Regions from separate parts of the Sus scrofa genome. Here region 1 is linked to region 2. The links are chromatin contacts, called in public Hi-C maps. All regions are on one chromosome and are shown on one strand. The core of a region is the stretch at or near the end of the contact, and the rest is flanking DNA. Distances in the headings are between cores, read along the strand shown.

Evidence for each region. A called contact is a pair of places that touch in the nucleus more often than the background predicts.
Region 1: a Hi-C map of liver shows a contact between it and region 2, with 3 times the contacts expected there. The contact joins the promoter of ABLIM1 here to the enhancer-like site in region 2. A contact is called at or near these places in 1 of 5 promoter capture datasets (liver), 7 of 47 Hi-C or Micro-C datasets (fetal heart ventricle, heart right ventricle, liver and 1 more) and 1 of 2 datasets of contacts at active chromatin or transcription factors (skeletal muscle).

What each region holds. Positions count from the first base shown.
Region 1 is chr14:125,107,291-125,110,874 of Sscrofa11.1, reverse strand. ABLIM1 (actin-binding LIM protein 1) reads left to right here and starts at 2,155. Exons shown (of 22, transcript XM_021073372.1): 1 at 2,155-2,375. The coding sequence starts at 2,363. It overlaps LOC110256765 (a long non-coding RNA gene), which reads right to left. Exons shown (of 3, transcript XR_002338710.1): 1 at 2,654-3,584.
Region 2 is chr14:125,058,716-125,062,018 of Sscrofa11.1, reverse strand. The region is part of intron 1 of ABLIM1 (actin-binding LIM protein 1); the gene reads left to right. Among named protein-coding and RNA genes, the nearest start is that of ABLIM1, 48 kb to the left of the region's middle. Within about 2 kb of position 1,333, at least 9 of the 83 cell types and tissues checked have an H3K27ac peak or open chromatin away from gene starts, as enhancers often do. A contact at or near this core is called in liver, where this site is marked.

The DNA.
Region 1 (3,584 bases), core at 906-3,405, 48 kb before region 2:
TGTAATTCTGGTGTAAGATTATAAAGACCAGAACTGTTGTGGCTTTTAGAGTAAAGGGCTGGATATTAACACAAGAATAAAAGAAGAAAGTCACACAAATATGAGACCTGTCTATCTTACTAGCATGCGATATATGCTCTGTGATATATTTCTACAACAAATTCAGTTCAGATTATGTAAGTATTTCATTTCAAGGAAGTTAAAATCAGCTGGACATACAGGAAACACATACAACAAAACTATGAAATGGCAACACAGAGCAGTGTATTCATTAAAAACAGGTGGTTCCGAAATACAAGCTATAGAAGTTGAGAGAAAGAGAGATCAATGTGGATAGTTTGAGAATATTTCAGGAGGAGGCAGTATATACATTTATTTGGGTGAGGGGGAGGGCATTTGGGAAGAGCAATGGGAATGAACAATGAGAATGAGGGAGAATAGATATTGTGATATATTTAACAACAGAGGGAAAAGTATCCTGTCTACAACATTTTCTCAAAGGAGTAGCTAGAGATGATGCTGGAGAGGTAAGAGCATAGATTGTGAAAGTCCCCAAAATTTTCGTGGACCTTAGCTCCATAGAGACATGGACAATGTCTTTTCAGTTCACTCTGGTACCAACCATAGAGACTGGTATATAGTATGTGCTCAATAAAATGCCATTGAATGGATTAACTGTATGGATAAAGACACTTTGAAATGTTGAGCTTTATCTGGAGATTGGCGAGACTCATTTGGAGTTTGAAGATGTCACATTATAAATAGTGTTTTAGGAAAATAGGCAATAGACAATAGACAAAATAAACTGGAGGGAGTGAAGGGAGGATGTAGGGAGAGCAGTGGCTTTCCTGTAATCATCCTTTGGGTGAGAAAGGTCAACAGTGAGCTGAGATAGTGGGAAAGAAGAGCTGTTTTGAAACTGAAGCAAATGGATTGTGATTTGTTGGCAGGTTTTTCTCCTAGAAGATATGAAGGGGATGTTGTCAAGATGGATAAATAATGAGTTAATTTTTGTAGTTGGTAGTTTGAGAATTTCTACTCTCATTATTTGGCTTTTTTTCTAATATTTCCTTCCCCACATGATTATTTGATTGAGCTTTTTTTCCCCAATGATGTCAATTATCCACCAATCATTTTTTAGAGATTTTTTTCACCTATTCTTTGAATATTTCTGAATTATCAGACTTACACAGCTCTCATCGTATCAGGATAGATTTGGGAACTGCTTACATAGAAAACAACTAGAATATCTGTTGTGAGGGTGTATAGAGAAATAGCTACAGGGAAGGGAGTGTGAATTCCTGAAACTGCAATTCAGGGATCAGTCTTAGAGGTTTAATAAGTTACTGCACTGTTCCTCAAAGCTTAGAACCCCACCTCTTCAGTTCAGAACTTCTTGATCTGGTGGCTGTTGGAAGGTTGCTTACTAGCATGAAGCTCTAGGTGATAACCCTCCAGGGCAGAAGGAGACTGTTCTTGTATTTTTTCTTTTTACTCTGATACATAGGAAAGGTGGATTTGTTTAGAGTGTCCGTTGTATTCTCCAAGCTTAGCTCAGCCCCGCCCCTCCCTGACCCTTCAGAGGATACGATGTGTTTAGACATTTCTTGAGTGTCAGTTGCCTCAGGATACTGCACTAGGTCAGCCCTGTTCTCCAGGGATACCTCAAAGGTCCCGGGAGGAAGAGTCCGCCCATCCCACCCGGGCCGACTTCGAGGGGTGCCACTGGTCCCTACTTTTACTTTGACCTGCGTGCGGACCACCCAAAGCCCTCCTCCCACTGAGGGCCAAGCCCCCCAGGCAACCGTGGTCTCCCCGCCTGACCTGAGCATCACTAGGGGAGGGGACAGAACAGTTTCTTTCTTACTCTCTCCCTCTGAGATCAAAGCGGGAGGCCGGAAGGCCACCCAGAACGGCAACACTGGTATTATTACTACTATTATTATTTTTTTAACGAGGACCCAGGTCGGGGAAGGGAAGACGCAGGCCTCATCGCACGCCGCACCTCCGCTCGCTTGGGGACAAAAGCTCGGGCAGGCGGCGCGCCCCCGCGGCCGCTGGACCCGGTGGGCCTGGCTGCGGGCCGGGCGGGGGAGGCGGGAGGCGGGCCCCGCCCAGCGCGGGCCTCGGGCTGTCAGCGTTGCCGCGCCCGGCGGATCCCCGTGCCCGCCGCGTCCCCGCCCGCCGGCCGCGCTGCGCCCAGCGGCGCCAGGTGTCCTGCGGGAGGCGTCCCCGCGCGGCCAGCCGCCTCCCCGCGCGGGCGGGCGCGGGTGCACCGGGTGCGGCTCGGGGCTATTTTCCTCCCCACGCCCTGGCAAGTGTCTCCGGCGCCCTCCCTGCTGCGGCTCCTGCTGCCTGAACCATGTCCGCGAGGGGTAAGTGGGGGCCAGGTGGGCACCGTCCACGGACCCCGCGCCCGGTCCGGCGGGGCGGACTCAGACCAGGGCGGGCCGGGCAGGTGCGCGAGGGCGAGGGGCTGCGAGAGCCGCGCCGGCCGCAGCCCGGCCTGAAACTTTGGCATTAGATCCCCGGGCTCTGGGCGGCCGGGTGGGTGGGGGTGGTGAGGGGGTGGTGGTGGAAGGAAGCCCTCGCCCTTGACCTTGATCCCCGGATGTGGGCGAAGGCTGAGGGCCAAGGTCGGTGTCCGGCTTACCTGTACCAGTCGCACGTCTGGGCTGGGAGGGCGCGGGGGGATGGGCTCGCCGCTGCCAGGCCGGCCGGAGAGCGGCCTGAAGGGTTGACCGGGAGGGAGGAAGAGGTATTTTTTTCCTCCTTTCTTGTTAGCATTTTGCAGCTTGGTTATGGAAGGTATCCAGGGCTTGATGCAGTAAGATTTAAAGCTGCAGTAGCTTACACTCCATTAACAAAAAGTAAATTCTACCTGTACTCTTTCGCATTGATCTCCCTTTCACCTCAAGGCGTTTTCTTTCTGGAGTCAACAGATTACTGCAGGTGAAACTGGGCAAAAGAAAAAAAAAAAAATCAGAATTGCTTTTTAGGCAATAGGGAAGGGAATGTATTTCTTGCCATCTGGAGCCAGCGGTGATGCTGGGAGAGTGGGTTAGTCATAGCTCAGTGGCTGCTACTATGAGTGAAATATTAAAGAGATCAAGTCATTGTGCAGCTTGCCAGCAATTAAGGCAAAGTGACTTGGTTTCTCTGCCATAAGCCTTTAAGGAAAATATTGATTATTTTTAGAAAGTACATTTGCAAAGCAATAAGTATCACCCCTTTTGATACCCTGAAGCTTTAAGAGGAGTTGAGGAGTAATTTTTTTTCACCCCAAAGGGTTAACCTTGCTTTCTGAGAGGAGTGTAAGAATTTCATAGGTATCGGATAATTAAGTGTTGCCTTTCAGGGTTCATTCTGGGGCATGTAAGGAATAAAGTAAATTCTATCGATTGTTTAAACTCTTTTTTTAAAAAACTGGTCTTTGATGGTCTGGCAATGTGGTTGGTTGGTTCTGTGCCTGGAAATGGGGTGATGCCGGGGAGTCGCAGTGAGGGAAATTTACATCATAGATCTCACCTGGGGTGATATGGGGCCCTGAGACACTACCTGCCTGATGAAGCCTAATGATTTCT
Region 2 (3,303 bases), core at 84-2,583:
TTCCTTCAATTAGGATGAGGATACAGCAGGATATGAACAGGCCCATTTGCAGGGTCAGGCTTTGGGGCCAGGAGACAGCAAGATTCAGGTTAAGAGGGATTTGAAATTTATAACTACAGTTGCTTGGAAACCAGGACATCAGGAAGCACCAAGGATGATGCAAGTTTCAAAGATCAAGGGAGGATAGAACCTAGAATTCAACAGGTCAGAAGATCTGAAAAAGTGGTTCTCCCAAACTGGGCAGGGACTGTCCATCTCAGCCCCTGTTTTATTTTTTGCTGATGCTGCCTGCCACAGTCCTACAGTTGAATCTGGGACATGCCAATGCACCTTGTTTTTCTAGTGTCATCAGAATTTTCGCCAACATATAGCTTGAAGGTATTTCAAATATATTTTAAGCATTATTGCATTCAGCTGACTTTTTAAAAGCACAAAGTGGTAAAGTAATATTTCTATCTACATATTGGTCATTAGATTTAAGAGCATTTTATGTTTTTATAGACGACCTTATCATGTGTACTGCTAATTTCAATGCTGTTCCCGGATTCACATTTAGATAGCTGTCACTGGACGTACCGTTTATATTTTTCCCAGCACAAATATCACCTTTATTATTTTAAAAAATTGTTAAGGAATAGGTATAATTGTCAGTTTTTTATGGATGCATCATTGTTTTACAATATCATACTAGTTACAGGTGTGCAACATAGTGAGTCAATATTTTTATACATTACAAAATGGTGACCACAGTAAGTCTAGTTATCGTCTGTCGCCATGCGAAGTTATTACAATATATAATTGTCAGTGTTACTGCTTTCTCAGCAGGGGCTGAAATGTACATTGCGGTGGTTGTTTTTTAATATACAGCTGGTCCGCCAACACACCCATCTAATTTTTTGACTCGGTTTGGCTTGGCTTGATAATCAAACCCCAAATGGCAATAAGGATTAAATCACTTCAGCCCATTTATTACTTTCTTATTTATGAGGTCGTTGGCTTAACACAAGCAGTATCTGTGTTTTATTTCATATCCCAGGGCCAGGCTACTCTTCACAGATTCCAGATGGTATAACGGTAGACTTCAAGACCAGTGCTTTCTGGTTCCTAGGCTTTTCTGGTTTCTGAGGGGCACTTTAGGATTATGGAAGTGGTTCTAGAAAAACACCACCACTTGTCAAAATCTCTTTGGCAGACACTCTAAGCTCTCTTTGTAGGTACCTTATCTAAAAACATTCCTTTGCTGGCAAGTGTTGAGGTCATCCTGTTCCACAAATGGCAAGGCAGGGAGACCTACTGGCTTTCCGTTGGCAAAGGATGGGTGGTTAGAGATTTTTCCAGTAACATAGAGATTTATGATTACTCATCCATCTTCCTACACTCAGTCTCCTTAGTGACAGAGGCACACATGCTGTGTTGTAATATTTGACTCCTGGACGCCTGTTCCCACTTTGCAAATACAATTTTGACTTGACCACAACAGCAAGTCTTACTAAAACATTTTCCATTTTAGGACAATTATCTTTATTTATTAAAGTAATAAAAATATAAATGAAAAAAATAAATGGGGTTCCAATTGGCTCCCACATCCCTGGAAATGAAAGTGGAAAATTTTTTGTTTATCTGTGTCCAAGAGAAATTAAGAGCAGTGCTATATTGGTGCTACAGATAAGAACATAAGTAATCTCAGATCCTGGGGAAATCATTGCTCTTCAGACTGAGACACTTCAGCATTACTCCAAGTAGGAGTCTGCCTCTTCTCTTCATGCCATTCCTTGTACCTGAAACATATTACAGGAACTGAAACTGGAACTGGAGGGCTTGAGAGAGCGTCTTAGACTTGGAACTTCTTGAGGGCAGATACTCAAGGATCCGTCTTATCTCTGTAAACCTTTGCAGTACCTATAGCTGCATTATGTTCATGGTAGGGGGAAAGATTCCATAAGCTGTACTTGCTAACTTGCTGAGTTTCTGCAGTCTTGTGAGCTGCTTTAAATCTCTTCTGGAACCAGTGTCAGTAGTATGTCCTCACTTAAAAACTATTCCAGGGAAGAACTTTCTTAACCTCTTGAGTATACTTACCTAAGTATTAGAGATTTTTCTTTCTTTACGTGATGAAAGTCATACTAAAGAGAGCTTACCTTTGGGAATCTTACCCATTTGTTGTAAAGAGAAGATTTCACCCTTTTGCAAACTCAATAATCCATGTAAAATAATCTATTGAGACTTTGATGCCACGAGAAGTCAAGTCATGGACAAGAAAGCACATCACCCTATTACGTGCCCAATGGTCTGGGAAGGCTTCTTCCTGCAGGGAGTTGAGCTGAATCTCCATGGATTGGATGGATTTGGAAAAGAGGCGTGTGAGGAGGGCCTCCCAGAGAAGGAGGATAAGGGGAGCAAAGTATGAGAGTTGGGGAGATTAGAGGGAGTGTTTAGGAGAAACCAAAGACCAGTTTGACTAGCATGGTGACTTTGGGAGAATGAGATATTATAGATAAGGCTGGAAAAGTGGGTGAGGAATACATGGCACAGAACCATGAATATAAGCTTATGCAGTTTGGACTTTGTGTGTAAACAAAAAATCATTTGGAAGGTTTTTGAGCAAAGGAGTGACACAATCTCGGTGGTATTTTTGGAAGATTTGATTGCAGAGCCAGGTACAGGGTGCATTAAATTCGCTGACAGGAGATTGGACAGGAAGACCAGTTAGGGTTACTGAATCCACCTATTAAAGTCTCAAGGCCCTGAAATTGGGAGTTAGTGATGAAAATACAAAGGAAGAATTAGATACCAAACACATCTTGCTGAAGTATGACAGCAGCAGCGCCTTTGCTTCTGATACAGGTGGTATTGGGCAGAAATACCTGATCTGTTAGTTATTGGGAACAAACAAGTCCTTTATCGAATTAAAAGGAAACTGAATTTGGATATTGCAAATCAGTTTTCCCATGCATCACTTGTGTTCTTTGGGTACTTGTGACCTCTCCAAGTTTTTCTCAACAGGTTCCAGTTCACTGTATAAATAATTAGTTTCAGCCCAGCATGCTACAAGAAGGGTGCCTTTTAAATTGTTTAGTACAGCTGATTAAATTAATTCCAGAGACTAAATTTTAGATCTTCAAAGAGCATGTTTTCGCTTGGGGTAAAACATTACCGTGGCTGAATTACATATTATCAAGCTGCATGAGCTGTGGGCTACAATATTTTTGTTTTAAAGGGCAATTTTTTGGCCCCAGCTTAGTGTTGCTAGACAATTCAGTCAAAGGATCCGGAATAGTTACAGTTTTCCCTAAAGCCCTTATT